2 separate regions of the Sus scrofa genome follow, and region 2 is linked to region 1. The links are chromatin contacts, called in public Hi-C maps. All regions are on one chromosome and are shown on one strand. Each heading gives the region's core, a stretch centred on a gene start, on an enhancer-like site or on the middle of the called end of the contact. The rest is flanking DNA. Distances are from core to core; before and after follow the strand shown. Region 1 overlaps MRPL13 (mitochondrial ribosomal protein L13). Region 2 holds the start of COL14A1 (collagen alpha-1(XIV) chain).

Region 1 (7,668 bases), core at 2,035-4,534:
GGAAAAAGATGCAAAGGCAGTGGACTTTGTAAGAAAAATGAAGGATTGCCTAAATGTGATTCCTTTTATATGTTTTAACAAGACTAGAAAGCATTTTAAAGATGATTCAAAGAATCTCATCTCAGAAATAAAATTTAAGAAAGCAAATTTAAAAGTTTGATGAGAAAGATGGATAGATTTCATTTGTTCCATGGAATTTCAGAAAAAGAAATACCTGCCTAGACTTCTATTCCTGTATTCTTTCTCTGCAGGAAAAAGATACTTCACGACTTCTACACTAAAAATTATCTTTCTATTTTTAATACTAGGATGGCAAATTTTAAAGCATAATACGATTTGCATTATATTTCAGGAGTTGGACTTTATCCTAAAGGATTTAGAGAACTACTATAAAAATCTGAGTAGGAGACTGCCTTGAGTAATGATATACTCAGTGATTTTTTTTTACCGGTGAAAAAGTAACTACATTTTTTCCTCCAATAGGGGACAGGCTAATTGAAGTAGAAGAAAATTTGCTTTAAATGTTAGCCAAAGATTTTTTTCCAATTCAAATTAATTCAGTAAACACTAAATAAATGCATATTTATTTCTGAGTGCTGGGGACACACAGATATAAAATATAACAGGATCCTGTTCTCAAAAAAAGTGACTGAATTCTATTTTGACATCTAACAGTAAGCTGATACTTATAACTCTTGTCAATACATTTTAAGTGATTAGAGACTCAGATGTTTAAGTTCAAGGTGCACACATACCCATCTCATCCAACCTCTAAAACAATCAGAAGTGAATGTTTACAAAATATCTAGACAAAGAAGGTTTTTCTGAGACTGGGAAATAAAGAAAATTACGAAAGAAAAGAGAAATTTAATTATATAAAAGTTAAATAATTGTACAGCGAAAGACATCATAGAGTAAATTTATACTGAACAGAAACAGACTCACAGACTTTGAAAAGTTTATGGTTACCAAAGGGAACAGGTGGGGGTGGGAGGGAGGGTGAACTGGGGGTTTGGGATGTAAACGTTCTAAAATTAGGTTGTGATGATGGTTGTGAAACTATAAATATAATAAAATTCATTGAAAAAGGAGAGAAAACTTATAAAAAGTAAAAAATACAATAGTGAATTAACATTATTAATAGATAAAGTGTTCAGAGAAAGTCATAAGGAAAGCATTAAGGCCTCATTATAATGCAAATGAAATTAAATGCCGAGTAAAGTAGCAGAGCCTTATTATTATTACATTATTTTTAATTTTAATACTGTGAACAGTTTTATAATAAAAGACTTTTGTACTAGTATTAAGATAGTAAACTGGTGCTGGAAATACCTAAAAATAATCATTCCTTTGACCATGAAATTCATTACATTTCTAAAGTTTTATTTTAAATAACCCTATATACTGAAAACACTTACTGGATCAAGATGTTTTCCAGCTTTGTATAAAAAGCCAAAATTTTAAATTGGAAAAACAGAGCAATGATTAAGTATGATACATTACATTGTGCACTATGACACAGTGATTAAAAATAATATTTATAAAAAGGCTTCTAAGAGCTTTATATAAAGTGGAAAAGGATATAAACTTGTATATATATATATTAAAATGTTTACTCATAGGAATAAAGATGATTTTTACTTTTTTTAACCTTTTCTATATTTTCCAAAATTAGTATATTAAAACTTATATGACTACAAAGTTAAATTTTGAATATATAATTGTAATAAAGTGTTCTAAGCCTAATAAAAATGGTATGTCCAAGGCGTAAGAGAAGCATCAACAGAAACATAGAAACAAAAGTGATTAACCCTACCAGGGATGAATAAATAGGGAAGCATCCAGGTTTTAACAAAGAAATAGAGTTCTTAAAAACATTCCTGCCAAGGAGAACAACACATGCAAAGACAGAGAGGGAAGAAAGAGCAGTAAGTTGGCTCAAATGAAGATTCTGAGGCTGTATGCTAATTGGGTACCAGTAATCTGCAAAGATGTTTGGATTTTCCTCCATAGGTGAGAGACTCTACTGAGGGAGATATTACCAGCTGCTGGGTACAATACACTAGCTGGTCACCTCTGGCTGTGCTCTTATTTTCCTTCAATCGCAGTAATGGTACAGGTATTACTGCTTTGGAGATTATTGGTATTACTGCTTTGGAATGTTATACTTTATGCTATTGTCTTTCTATGGCCGTACCCATGGCATATGGAAGCTCCTGGGCCAGGGAGAGATTGAATCTGAGCTGCAGCTGTGACCTATGCCACAGCTGCAGCAACGCGAGATGCTTTAACCCACTGCGCTGGGTCAGGGATCGCACCCACACCTCCACAGCAACCAGAGCAAGTCCCTTTATATTTTTACCATACTATCTAAAATTTTCATGTTTCTTTCTCAATTACCTCTAAAATTTATAGAACTTGATTTATATACAGAGATTTGTCAATAGTAAAAATTACTAAAGATGGATGTGAATTTACTTTTGTTATGTTAAACAAAGGCTTCATGAAAATGTTTAAACGGAGGAGTGGGAAAAGACTGGTTAACAGAAGCAAAAAGAGTTATTCCAAGCATTTAAGATCTACTTGAACAAGCCATGAAAAGAAAACAACAGCAACATCAAAATCTGCTTGTTTAAGCACCATTAGAAATAAAGAAATGATCTGGATCAAGAATGCAAGGTTAATATTTCTAAACATAATCTTGCATGATATTGAAGAAGGTATGCTTAATTAAATCTGTACACAACCTGAAACTGAGGGGTTAACTAACACATTATATGAGACAATCAAGATCTCAAAAGATCTTAAAAGGCTGGACATAAAATTTAACATGGAGTAAACTTAAGGTACTGCAGTTGGATTACAATGCAACTAAAACATACAGGAAGGAAGACACATGGTTGAACAGCAGCATGTTTGAAAAAGACTCAGAGGAGTTTCAGCTAACGGTGAACTCAACATAGCCCACAGGGATAGGGCCTCGAAGAAAACTTCTACTGCAATTGAAGACTGCGTAACTGAAAGATGGAGGAGTCATGTTATACCAGGAAACCATCAGAACACTGCCTGGTGACTGTATTTAGTTAAGAAAGATACTCAGTTAAGATATTTAGTTAAGAAAGATGCTGACAAGCAACGATTGCACCCAGAAAACAAGGACCAAGAAATAATGGAGATACATAAAGGGAAGCCATATAAAGAACTTTGAAGGACCTATACAGATGTTTAGTCTACAAAACAGACAGACGATTATGAAAGCTAGAGAAAAACAGATGATGACTCAATAGCATAGGGATCTTTCTAAAACTTAGACCATGTCGAAATTGCCTCATGAGCTAAGAGGTCACTATTATTCAAAGACTGCAGACCTGTAAGTTGCAAGGTATATTGTGGAGATTTTAGGTATCGTACAAACTTGGGATCTCGCTCACTATTCTTTCAACGTCTCATGTACTTTCAGATGATCAAGATGGTTCTGGAAATGGCAGTAAGATGAATTACAGGAAGAAGAAGGAAAGAAGTGAGAAGACTGGGTAAAAATGAGAAAAATCTAGATCAGAGAGGTTCTATGAAAAGCTTCCAGGAAAAACAAATAATGTCAGGTAATCACGAGTATTTAGTGTTTTGTGGGTTTTTGATTAAGTCACGTATGCAGAATGAGCAAAATTGCTGTTTTCTTAAATTCTGAAAATGCCTTTTTCTTTTATATAAGCTCAATAACATTCTTAAAGTAATACATTCAACCACCTATCTTCCCTGTCAAAGTATTATCTTACCCAGTATGTGAGGAGTATACTTTTTGTTCCCATTTGTTTCCAGAAAATGCAATGTGCCTTGTGTTCATTATGACAACATGATCTCCACAGTCACCTAGATTTAAAAGCAAGAGAGAAAGAAAGAAAGATTTTATATGAAAAATACTTGACTTTAAGAAAATGTGGGCTTGGTTATTTATAAAACTTATCAAAGTACAAAAAAAAAACACTTCAAAAATATAAAGCGAATCATGCTTCTCTTTTACATAACATCTAAGTATAGAAAGAGTTGGCTAGACATTTGGAAAATCTCAACTCTACAAGGTAAATGAGAATTTAATAAGATGCCAATAATAACAATACATCTTTTAAAAGCAAACTATGGCTATTCCTATTAGCTCTGCCCACTTATGATTACACATCATTAAAATGTACTATTAATAGTTATACTTCACCACCTCTAAATATCTAATACAAATTTTCCCTTAAAAACAAGAGAAAATGAAAACAATATGCATATAGATGAAGAAAGACATTTTACCTATACGAAAAATGAAAACAAATGCTGAAATATCACAATTGATTATTCTTCTTTTCAAATTCAGAGAACGACAGAGTACTATGATCTTATGCTTAACTACCAACTCAAGGTTTTCTCCAATCACATTTAACTAGTTACATTTAAACTGCCTCTCTCAGCTATGAGTACACACACATTTGATGCAACAGATGACCTGAAAATTAAAATATATATGTTGGATTAGTTTTCCAGTGGAAAGTACCCCTAAGTCTGGCTGTTCATCCAATAAAAATCCTAAAAAGTCAACATGTAAGTTTTCAAGAGTCACCATACATGACAAAGATGAGAAACATTTTTTTTTTTTTTTTTTTTTTTTAGGGCCGCTCCGGCGACATATGGAGATTCCCAGGCTAGGGATTTAATCAGAACTATAGCTGCCAGCCCACACCACAGCCACAGCAGCATACAATCTGAGCTGTGTCTGTGACCTACACCACAGCTCATGGCAATGCCGGATCCTTAACCCACTGAGCAAGGCCAGGGATTGAACCCACCACCTCATGGTTCCTAGTTGGATTCGTTTCTGCTGTGCCACGATAGGAACTCCAAGTAAACAGAAACAAAGATTAAATGCCTATTCTACTAATAGAAAACAAAGTTCAAACAATTCTTAAAGCTTCTTTATTTGGAAAAAAAACACTGAAAAAATAAGAAATACAAATAAGTATAGTATATGGAAACTAACGATTATAAGATTCTATGCAGAGCTTTGAATTTGAATGACAGAATTTTCAGAGAGAAGTTCATAGTTTACATAGGACAAGGGTAAAGGAAAGAGGATAGAGCAGCTGCATTCTCCTCCTTAGAGGGTGAGGGAGTCCGGTGTGAAGGAAAGACCTGGGAAGCTTGCTATTAGTTGGCTGAAAGGAACGTTTCACAACTTACGACAAATTGAGTGACTCAAGTTCCTAAAAGCGACACATAGTGGGCTACTGAGGCAACTGGGCCAATGAACCAGAAGAACAGAGCGTAAGAAGATAGCTATACAGCCTCAAATTATGCCAAAATTACTTTAGCTTTCATCCGGACATTTACACCTGAAGAAGCTAAAGCCTGTTCCGAGTAAGTGATTTGTCAAAGCTCACATACCAAGGTATTTAGCACCCTGCTCAGGCTCTTTCTGTGACTTCCATTTGGAGGAAACATGGACTCTAACTTTCTGCTAAAGCTAAATTTACTTCGAAATGTTGTTTAAACTTTATTTTTTTTAAATTTTTTATCTTTTTTAGGGCCGCACCCATGGCATACCGAGGTTCCCAAGCTAGGGGTGGAATCAGAGCTACAACTGCCAGCCTACACCACAGCCACAGCAACTCGGGATCCAAGCCACATCTGTGACCTACACCACAGTTCACAGCAATGTCGCATCCTTAATCCATTGAGCAAGGCCAGAGATTGAACCTGTGTTCTCATGATTTGTTTCCTAGTCAGATTTGTTTTGCTAGTCAGATTTGTTTCCACTGAGTCATGACGGGAACTCTGAAATGTTGTTTAAACTTTAAATATGGAGAAAGCATTTTGAGCCATTCAAAATACATCTGTAGAGATCTAAAAGGATCTTTCAAGAGACATTGGAAAGAATACCACAAATTAGGTGCAAATTATGTTTTTTCAGCTCTAAGGTATGAACACCTAATCTGGGAAAAATTATTCTCCCTTAATAACATGTGCCAGATCTCTAGTATTTAATAATTCTTAGAAGCACTTCTCCACTGCCTCTAAATAAAACCAATCAGCAACTAAATCTTTGTTTTTAACTGCATAACATGTTAAAACAAAAGCCAAAATTATGATTAAAGGCTGAAATCCTGGGTACAATGGAATCATTTACATCTAAATTTCTGTTAAGCCAAATAAATAGATATTATTTCAGTTTAAATTTTAATTAAAACATTTTACAACAGGCACCAAATGTATACAAACTGAAACTCTACTGCCTGATCAATATGTTGGAAGAGAAATTAATATCTTTCAAATTAAAAAACTTTTTTAAAAAATTAAAGTTCAGTATGCAATTTTTAGAAACAGGAATTGTGAGTTTATTTACAAAAATTTATCATCTCAGATTTCTGACCTATTTAACTTCCTTTTATATCAGGTGCTACATTAAATGGCAAAATAAAATTCAAACTAATGCAAACAAAGTGAAAATTCAAAAGTTCTATGTCAGGGAATCTAAGGTCTCATCATGGGTTACACTCTCAAGGGCGCTTCTCAGTCCTGTGGCCTCAGTGTTTTGGTGCATCGTCTGCTCTGAGCCAGAACTAACCTCTACTTTTTCTTCAAAATTGCCTGGAAGGAGGGGAAGTAACATTTATTCAATAGCTTCCACAATGCCAGGTGCTGAGGTAGGCATTTTATATTCATTTCCTAACACTGAAAAAAATCTCACAGTCATCTTCTTAAGGTGGATTTTTCTACCTCCTGCTTCAAACCATCTTTACTTTTTAAGGAGGAAGCTGAATCAGAAGTTAAACACCTTGGCTAAAAGTATATGGCTAGTTAATAGTCAAGTTAAGACTTAAACCCAACTCTAGTGCCTTCAAAGACAGCCTTAGCCTGTTCACTACCACCAGGATGGAAAGAAGTGGGGGGTGGAATGCCATATGGAGGTAATGACATCACTTTTCAATTCATCACATGTCTTTTCTGCTAGGTTCTGAGGAAAGCTCAAAAATCCTTTTCCACATACTGCTCTGAGGTTCAAGGTATTTGCCACCTCTGAACCTCACCACATGCCAACTCCTCAGCAAAGTGTTCAAGGAGACCTACAGCTCAGGCTCAGATTTTCCAGCCTTATTTACCAGTTCTTTCCCACACCACCACGTGTACGAGGGAGGCCACACTACTTGCTTTGCTTGCTATTTCCTGAAGCATTATCCCATTATTTCTAGTTCTCTCTCTCTCTCCCTCACTCTCGCATGCATACACACAGGCATTCATAACCCTCTCCCACATCTCTCGTCTTTTTTTCCCTTCCACTAGCAACGCCCTCCTAATTTATCTTTACTTGTTAATCTTTACCCATAGCATTTATTTATTTTTTAAAAATTTTTATTATTTATTTGTTTCTTCTAGGGCCACACCCGAGGCATATGGAGGTTCCCAGGCTAGGGGTCTAATCGGAGCTGTAGCCTCGGCCTATGCCAGAGCCACAGCAAAGCCAGATCTGAGCCACATCTGCAATCTACACCACAGCTCACAGCAACGCTGGATCCTTAACCCACTGAGCAAGGCCAGGGATCAAACCTGCAACCATATGGTTCCTAGTCGGATTCATTAACCACTGAGCCACATGGGATCTCCAACCCATAGCATTTAAGTTCAACATAA
Region 2 (7,668 bases), core at 2,221-4,720, 300 kb before region 1:
GAATGGAAGCAATTGCTTAAAAGAATTTGGAGCTCTGTTACTCTATGGCAAGATACAAAGTACATCACATCTGGTGTGGCAGGGACATCAATCACTTAGAAGGGACCTCAGCTCTTGACTGTGGAACAGGGTCCTGAACGTTCTCTGCTGTGCTGGGGGTGAAACCTCTGTCAACGGCTGTGCTGTTGCATGATCAGGGTAAATTCTCGGAATCCTGAGCATGAGAGAGTCAGCATGGAGGATGAGGGGGAAGGTGGGGCCAGGAGCTTGGGCCACAGTTATTGCTCATAGACACTGAATATTATTATCAGCAAGGACTTGCCTGCTGGCTGAGTATGAATCCTCTTTAACCCAAAGAAGACGGACTGGATGTGCTGAGAAAAAATCACAGCTGGCCATTACAGAGGGGTTGGAGCAGAACTGCAAATATTTAATGGTTTGCTACTGAGTATATAAGGAAGGATGTGGTAGTATTTTGGTTTTCACGGTGTTCAGGAGATGCAGAGGGTGCTACTGGAATTTGGTAATGGAGTCAGGAATAATAAATGTTCTACAGTGTCTGGGGCAGTCATGCTGACCTATCCAAAATGTCAAAGAATTCTGCTGAGAAATACTGCAAGGAGAATCATCTGTAATGGGCTGCTGAAGAAAGGATAGCCATATGACACAGGCAGAAGAGATAGTCCTAGTTTGGGTGACATAGCTGTCATTTATTATTTAGTATGGATTAGGTCCGTAAACACACCTGTCATTTAATCTTCATGACCATCCTCTGAGATGTAATTAATTATCCTCTTCTTATACCCAAGGAGTTAGGCTCAGAGAAGCAAAATAACTTCACCAAAATGAGACAAGCAAGGGGGCAGAGTCCCTTCAATTCAAGTTCAAAAATCTTCCTGCAGGGTTTTAGGGGCCTGAGAGGAGAGAGGCAACAAGGTGTGTATGGAGTCCTTCGAGAGAAACCAGATCACAGTCATGCCACAAACTCGAGGTGAGAATCTAGGAACGATTGCTGACTCCTACAATCAGTCAGTTACTGTGGGAAATGGAATTTTTTTGGCTGTCTTTGATAAGGCCCCAGCCATTCATATATTCTTTCAGAGGTTTTGAAAAAAAAATTTTTTTTTTTTTTTTGGTCTTTTTGCTATTTCTTGGGCCGCTCCCGCGGCATATGGAGATTCCCAGGCTAGGGGTCCAATCGGAGCTGTAGCCACTGGCCTACATCAGGGCCACAGCAACATGGGATCCGAGCCGCGTCTGCAACCTACACCACAGCTCACGGCAACGTCGGATCGTTAACCCACTGAGCAAGGGCAGGGATCGAACCCGCAACCTCATGGTTCCCAGTCGGATTTGTTAACCACTGCGCCACGACGGGAACTCCAAAAAAAATTTTTTTTTAAATATATATTGAGGGAGGAGACCTTTAGTGGGGTCTTCTGGGCTTGTTTCTATAATTTACTTCTCAGTATCTTCCAGACTCTGAGGGCTAACCTTAAGATCAGTGTTGAATAAACACTCCCTTGAAAGGGCTGGAAATTTACGCACACCTGCAACTATGTGGAAAAGTAACTAAAACCTGCCCTTCTGATTCAACATTAACTGAAATCTAGCTACCTATGTTGAAAGTGAAATAAATGCAAGAAGTCAAAAGTTTAAAAGAGGAAAGAAGAATGAGTTAGAACATTTTATATCATTGCAAATTCAATATGCCATTACTGCATATGGTCTTTATGGAACATATATTCTGCTTCCCTATTTGCTATATATGCATTTTTGCACATATTTTCACATTTAAAAATCAGGGAATTCCTAATTTCCAATTATTTATAATTTCATCATAAGTACCTTTCCTTTGACTCAAACTCTGTGCAAACATGCTACTTCCCCCCAAGGGAATTGCAAATAAAGCTAAACTTATCCTAACCATCTACATCTTGGTAAAAATACTAGTGAAAATGGAGGCGAGAATATGACTGTAGTAGGCACTCTTTGGGTAGGGGGTGGGGAGGAAAGGAGATCTAACCAAAGTGGTAGTTTTCTGCAGGAATAGGTACTGCATTTGGGAAGTTCTAGTTTAGGCGTGTTAATCTAGGCTGGTTGGGTGTCTTTCTAGTTCCCGCCCTATCCCGAACCCCCAGGCGCCAACACCAGGTGGCGCTCGCATCGTTGCAATGCAGCGAACTGAACCCTTGGATTTTGTCTCCTAAAAAGTTGTACCCGCTGCCTGACCCAAGATAGTCGAGATCACTGGAGCGCGGAAGCAAAACGGCGGTTGTCTCGGGCCCCATCCTGTGGCCAGACTTGAGGCCCATTTGGAAAAGGACCGACGGAAGAAGGGTGGCGGTAGGGGCTGGAGAGGGCCCTTTGCACTCCAACTGTAGGACGAGCGGGGAAGTTCAGAGCACGGTATTAGCGGATTCAAATATCAGAAAATTTGGGGAAAGCAGAGGAGGTGGCTTGGGAAGGTTGGAATATCCGAAGGACTCCCTTGAAAGGGAGTGGGTGGGTCACGGCCCCTTTTTCTGTATTCTCAGTTGGGCATGGTGGAAGCACGTTTGAGGACCCTTTAAGAGTTCCACTTGCCCTGTCTCTCCTCGCCATCATCAGCCTTCAGTGGGAATGAAACACCTGCTTGTCAGTTTTCCAAGACAAGAGAGTATTTTTTCAAAAAAGTGGCTTCTTGATAATTCTCAGTTGTTGTACCTCCCTCGCCAACATTTGTGCGCACACAACAAGCTGGATTGTAAAGACGCCGCGGGAAGGAGAGGGCGGTCGTTCTCAAGGTTAAAAAATGAGTAATGATGACTTTCCAAGGAGCCCAGCGGATGACCGCGCAGGGCCGAATCCCTGGAGACCTAGCGCAGGGCTCTGGCGCGCCTCGTGGTAGAGCCTGGCGGAGGGTGGCCTCCACAGACCAGGACCACCAGGGTGTTTGATAAATGCAGATTCCCTGGGCTAAGCCCAGACCTGTTGAAACAGGATCTCTACGAGTGAGCATATGCACTTTGGGAAGTCCAACCCCTGGACACAGCCAACATGCGTCCTTTAAAGCATACAGAAATGTCTTTTTCAACACTTGTGATTCTCCTGCACATTAAAGTTTGAACATCGCTGCTTTGGCGTTTTATTACCCTTGATCGGGAAAAGGAAAGGAGAGGAGGGGAGAAAAGGTACTACTTCTTTCCAGCGAGTGTGGCTCCCGAGCGCAGGGTCCTTGACCAGGCTGGTATTTGGGAATAGGGAAGTGGGTACACTCGCACCTGCGTAAGGAAGGGCTCCAGATCTGGTAAAGCAATCGCAGGGTCTTCTGGTTCAGCAACAAGCCCCTCGCTAGCCTTGGCGAGAGTGGAGGGGCAGAAGCTGCTCTTTCCTAGCCCGCTGCGGCGCGCACCTGGGGCGGCCGCCAGGTCTGGGCTGGCGCTCGAACGGCGCTGGGCTGGCTCCTCGCAGCATCTTTTGTGGGGCCAGGGTTGGGGAGAAGAGGAGGAGGGAAAGTGTGTGTGTGGGGGGGGACGCTTTAGGGACGTAGGCCTGCCTCCCATCACCCCAACCCCCGCCCCCGCGGCCACCTTCCGCTTTATAATTGGCCGCCGGCGGGCTTTCCTTTCCTCTTATCTGATTCTGGGCAGAAGGGAAGCACTGGAGAAGAGGAGGCGGCTTTGAGTGGCCAGGGCTGGGAGCAGGGGAGAGTAGGGGAGAAGGGGAGGGATAGGGGCCAATTAAAAGGGGGCGAGGGGCGGGAAGCGCGCGAGAGCTGTGCGCCACCACGAACCTGTTCGCGGCGGATCTTGGATCTTCCTTAGGCACCCAGAGGTCCCCTACCTGGGCTGAAACTTTGCTCTGAACAGGTCAGTTCCAGTCTTTCTCTGCTCTTCCTTCGTTCGGCTTTGAAAAGTTTATTGTTGAGGAAGGGAAAGTGGAGAGGGCGAGCCACCTGCAGACGCAGTGCAATTAAGAGACCACCTCTCCTCGCGCCCGCCGGTGATGGCCCCGAACCACTGAGGTGGGATGGGGTAGTGCACCCAGATGCCTCCTCGCAGGGGGTCACTGGACAGGGAGATTGCAGGCACTGTGTGAAGATGCCTTGTGTTGCTCTCAGGAGCTTTTCCCTCTGTGCTTAAGTGCTGTGAGCGCGCGGCGGGAAGGAGCAGGTTTGGCTTCGAGACAGTAAAGACTCCAGCATTTTCAAGTAGAAGGGGCTTCATAAAAGTGACCATTCTGGTGAAAGGGGGGGGGGCTTTAGGGTTTGTTTTGGAGGGATGTATACAAATAGAAAGCACGGGGTTGCTCGGGAGAACAGTCGATGGAGCTCACAGAGGACAAAACTCACCCAGCCCCCAGTGAGTGATTGGCTCTAGGGGCCAGGTGCCAGATGCAAACAAGAGGGAGCACATCGAGCGCATCAATGCAGGATGTTGGCATTAGTAGTAGCTCTTAAACATCTCTGCACCAGGAAGTCTGAATGCTTAGCGCAGTTTTGCTTTGGTGTCTGGATGCAGGAGGTTTCAGCTTTATGATGCACCACCACGCTGTGATATTGGAGGGTCTTCTCCACTCTGGCTTTTCCACCTCTCCCCTCCTCCCCTCCTTTTATCTCTCTGGACTGCTGGCTGCTCTGACCTCCCTAGTTCGCAGCGCATGGACGGAGATACATCTGGTGGAGCTGGGCTTTAGCGTGCACCACACACAGGCAAGACTGGATTAGGGGCCAGCCAAAAGCAGCCGGCACTGGGCCACTGGAGTGGCCTTAGTCCTAAGCAGAGGTCTGAACACTGCCTGCAAGTCCAGGGCACAGGCACTCGGATTTTGGAGCTGGGTTCTCGGGTCCTCTGTGTGAAGAACACCCTGTGATGTGCCAAGTTCAGGGTTGAGCCTCCCGGGTCCGTTCTGCTTAAGCTTTGGGCTTGTCCTTAGGACAAATGGCCCTAAGGTTCAAATGGAGCTTTGTGCAGCTTTCACAAGGACCTGGATCTCCCCCACCCCCCAACTGCTTCTGGAGCTACAGCTGAGAGCCTCACTAGCTTTGGAAGTTTTGGATTCCCTTCTGGGAATTTCGGAGAGTCCACTGCCCACAGCAGCAGAAGAGGGTGGGAAGGGGCAGAAACAAATATGTGAATAAGACCTAGGTGGCTCTGTGGGGAGCAGAAACGAGAAAGGGTTTTCCCTGAAACTCTGGGGCCCCTCAGCTTCAGAGGGTCAGAGAGGGCACTTCCTACTTGCAACATGTGAGAGAGAGGCCCTGCCCACATACAGCAGATAGGCTTAAGCTGGATCCAGTGAGGAGAACAGGTGTTATGTTTCTGACAGGGTGGTCCAGTTCTGCCTGTGGAGAACCCATTGGTAAATGTAAAAGGAGTGGATGAATGAATGCGTGGATGGTGTTTGTATGTTTGTTTCAAAAGAGCAACTTAGATGGATTTCCTTTGAACCTGGTCCCAAGGGCATGGTTACTATAAAATAGACTTTAAGATAGTAAACACACACACACACACACACACATATTCTTCTCTGGCTGCCCTGTGGCATATGGAGTTCCCAGGCTAGGGATCAGATCCAAGCCATAGTTGCAACCTAAGCCTCAGCTGTGGCACCTCTGAATCCTTAACCCACTGTGCCAGGCAGGGGACTGAATCTGCATCCCAGCATTCCCAAGATGCCGTTGATCCCCTTGCACCACAGCAGGGACTCCTAAAATAGTATATTTTTTAAAAATAGCTTTATTGAGATATAATTCATATACACACACATGTGCAATTCAGCAGTTTTTAGCATATTCACAGAGTTGTTCAATCATCACCACAATCAAGTTTAGAACATTTTTACCACTCGGGAAAAAAAAAAAATTCTGTACCTACTAGCAGTAACTCCCCATCTCTTCCCCACCACCACACCCCCTCACAACACCCTTGGCAACCACTAATCTGCTTTCCCTGACATTTCATATAAATGGAAGCCTAAAATATGTGTGTGGTCCTTTGTGACTGGCTTCTTTCACTCAGCAAAATGTTTGCAAGGTTTATCCATTATGTACAATCTACAATCTCACCAAGCCCTGGGCATCGCCTCCTTCTGCCTAGGGAGCCCTGAGCCAGGATAGACCTGAACCTCCACTGCATCCCTGACCTCCTGGGGGTCCCTTTGAAAGGAAAAGAACCACACTGGTGAGGCCTCTCAGTTATTCCCTGGTTAGGATTCCTTGGAACCCATCAGAATTCCTGGAGCAGTTTTGGGCAGGTCCCAGACTCTAGGCTTGATGGGAGGAGTCCTTTGGCACTTAGCCTGCTGCTAACAGTCCAGCTGTGGATTTCAGAGAACTCTAGGGGCCTTTCACGCATGTCTTGGTTTTTGCAATCAGCCGGGGCTGGCCTTAGGGAATGGGTTGAACAAATTGGTAGCATTTCAGGAGCATGGGGACAAGCCCCAGCGCCCCCCTCAAAGGTTTCTTGGGGTGCATTCCCTTTGACTCAAATACTTCTTAGTGTCATCTGTTGCCTGTTTTAAGCTGACGGTCTTTGCAGTTATGTGACTTCAGAGCCACATTTGCTGACATTTTTATCCAAACTCAGTCAAATGACTGCTGTTTTCCTGGCCTGTCAGAGTGCAACCCCATTTCCTTTCATTCCCGCCTGAATCGCTGCTGGCTGAGGTGGTGGTGTTTAAGCAACAAATTATCTTATGACAGTGTGTAGAGAACAAATGGTAAATGACCCCGGGGGAACAGAGGGACCAGGGAGGGGTGAGGGAGGGGAGACAAGAAGCCAAACTTCCTCCTGCACAGATTTGCCCCAATAGTGCTTGACATCAGGCACACACTCTCCTCTTGTTTCTTCTATAACTAACTGGAAGCCAGGGCTCCGATTCCTCTTCTGTGTAGAATAAGCCCTGTGAAGACCAAGCCTCCTCCTATTCTCGCGGGAGGATTGCAATATGGTACAGGAAGTGCTGGCATATGTTTCCAGTCCCTTTTGGGTACCTGCCCTTTTTGCTTTCAGTAACATGTTTAAGTCTCCCAATTACTTTCATGGATGCTAGTTGGGTTCGCTTTTTTGTTTGTTTGGTTGGTTGGTTGTTTTTTGGTCTTTTTGTCTTTTTAGGGCCGCACTCATGGCATATGGAGGTTCCCAGGCTAAGGGTCCAATCAGAGCGGTAGCCTCTGGTCTGTGCCAGAGCCACAGCCACAGCCACGTGGGATCCAAGCTACATCTGTGACCTATGCCACAGCTCACGGCAACGATGGATCCCTAACCCACTGAGTGAGGCCAGGGATTGAACCTATATCCTCATGGATGCTAGTTGGGTTCACTAACCACTGAGCCACGATGGGAACTCCCCCAGTTACTTTCAGAAGTAAATAGCCTTCTTTTAGAGCTCAGATCACTGAGCTTCAGGGTCACAAAGCCAGCAAGTGACGGTGACTTGCTTAAGAAAAGTCTGCATGAGATTTGAACCCAGACCCCATGCCAGGCTTTCTCCATCAGCTTCTTTGGTGGGGTTGGGGGTGGTGGGGAGGGGTGTGTGACCAGAAATGGAGGAAGTCAAGGGAGGCCCTACAAATCTGGGAGCTGGAACAGAGGATGGAAGGCAGAGATACAGGTGAAATCTAAACGTGCTTGTTCTGTGCCCTGGATACCTGGATATATCCCTTAACTGCCCTGAGCTTTGATT

What was found. A called contact is a pair of places that touch in the nucleus more often than the background predicts.
Region 2: a contact with region 1 is called in a Hi-C map of alveolar macrophages, with 5 times the contacts expected there. The contact joins the promoter of COL14A1 here to the enhancer-like site in region 1. A contact is called at or near these places in 1 of 5 promoter capture datasets (liver), 28 of 47 Hi-C or Micro-C datasets (adipocytes, alveolar macrophages, blood and 17 more) and 2 of 2 datasets of contacts at active chromatin or transcription factors (alveolar macrophages and skeletal muscle).

What each region holds. Positions count from the first base shown.
Region 1 is chr4:18,618,712-18,626,379 of Sscrofa11.1, reverse strand. It overlaps MRPL13 (mitochondrial ribosomal protein L13), which reads right to left. Exons shown (of 7, transcript NM_001243415.1): 3 at 3,777-3,870. Among named protein-coding and RNA genes, the nearest start is that of MRPL13, 14 kb to the right of the region's middle. Within about 2 kb of position 3,284, at least 2 of the 83 cell types and tissues checked have an H3K27ac peak or open chromatin away from gene starts, as enhancers often do. A contact at or near this core is called in alveolar macrophages, where this site is marked.
Region 2 is chr4:18,920,913-18,928,580 of Sscrofa11.1, reverse strand. COL14A1 (collagen alpha-1(XIV) chain) reads left to right here and starts at 3,470. Exons shown (of 48, transcript XM_013996512.2): 1 at 3,470-3,851.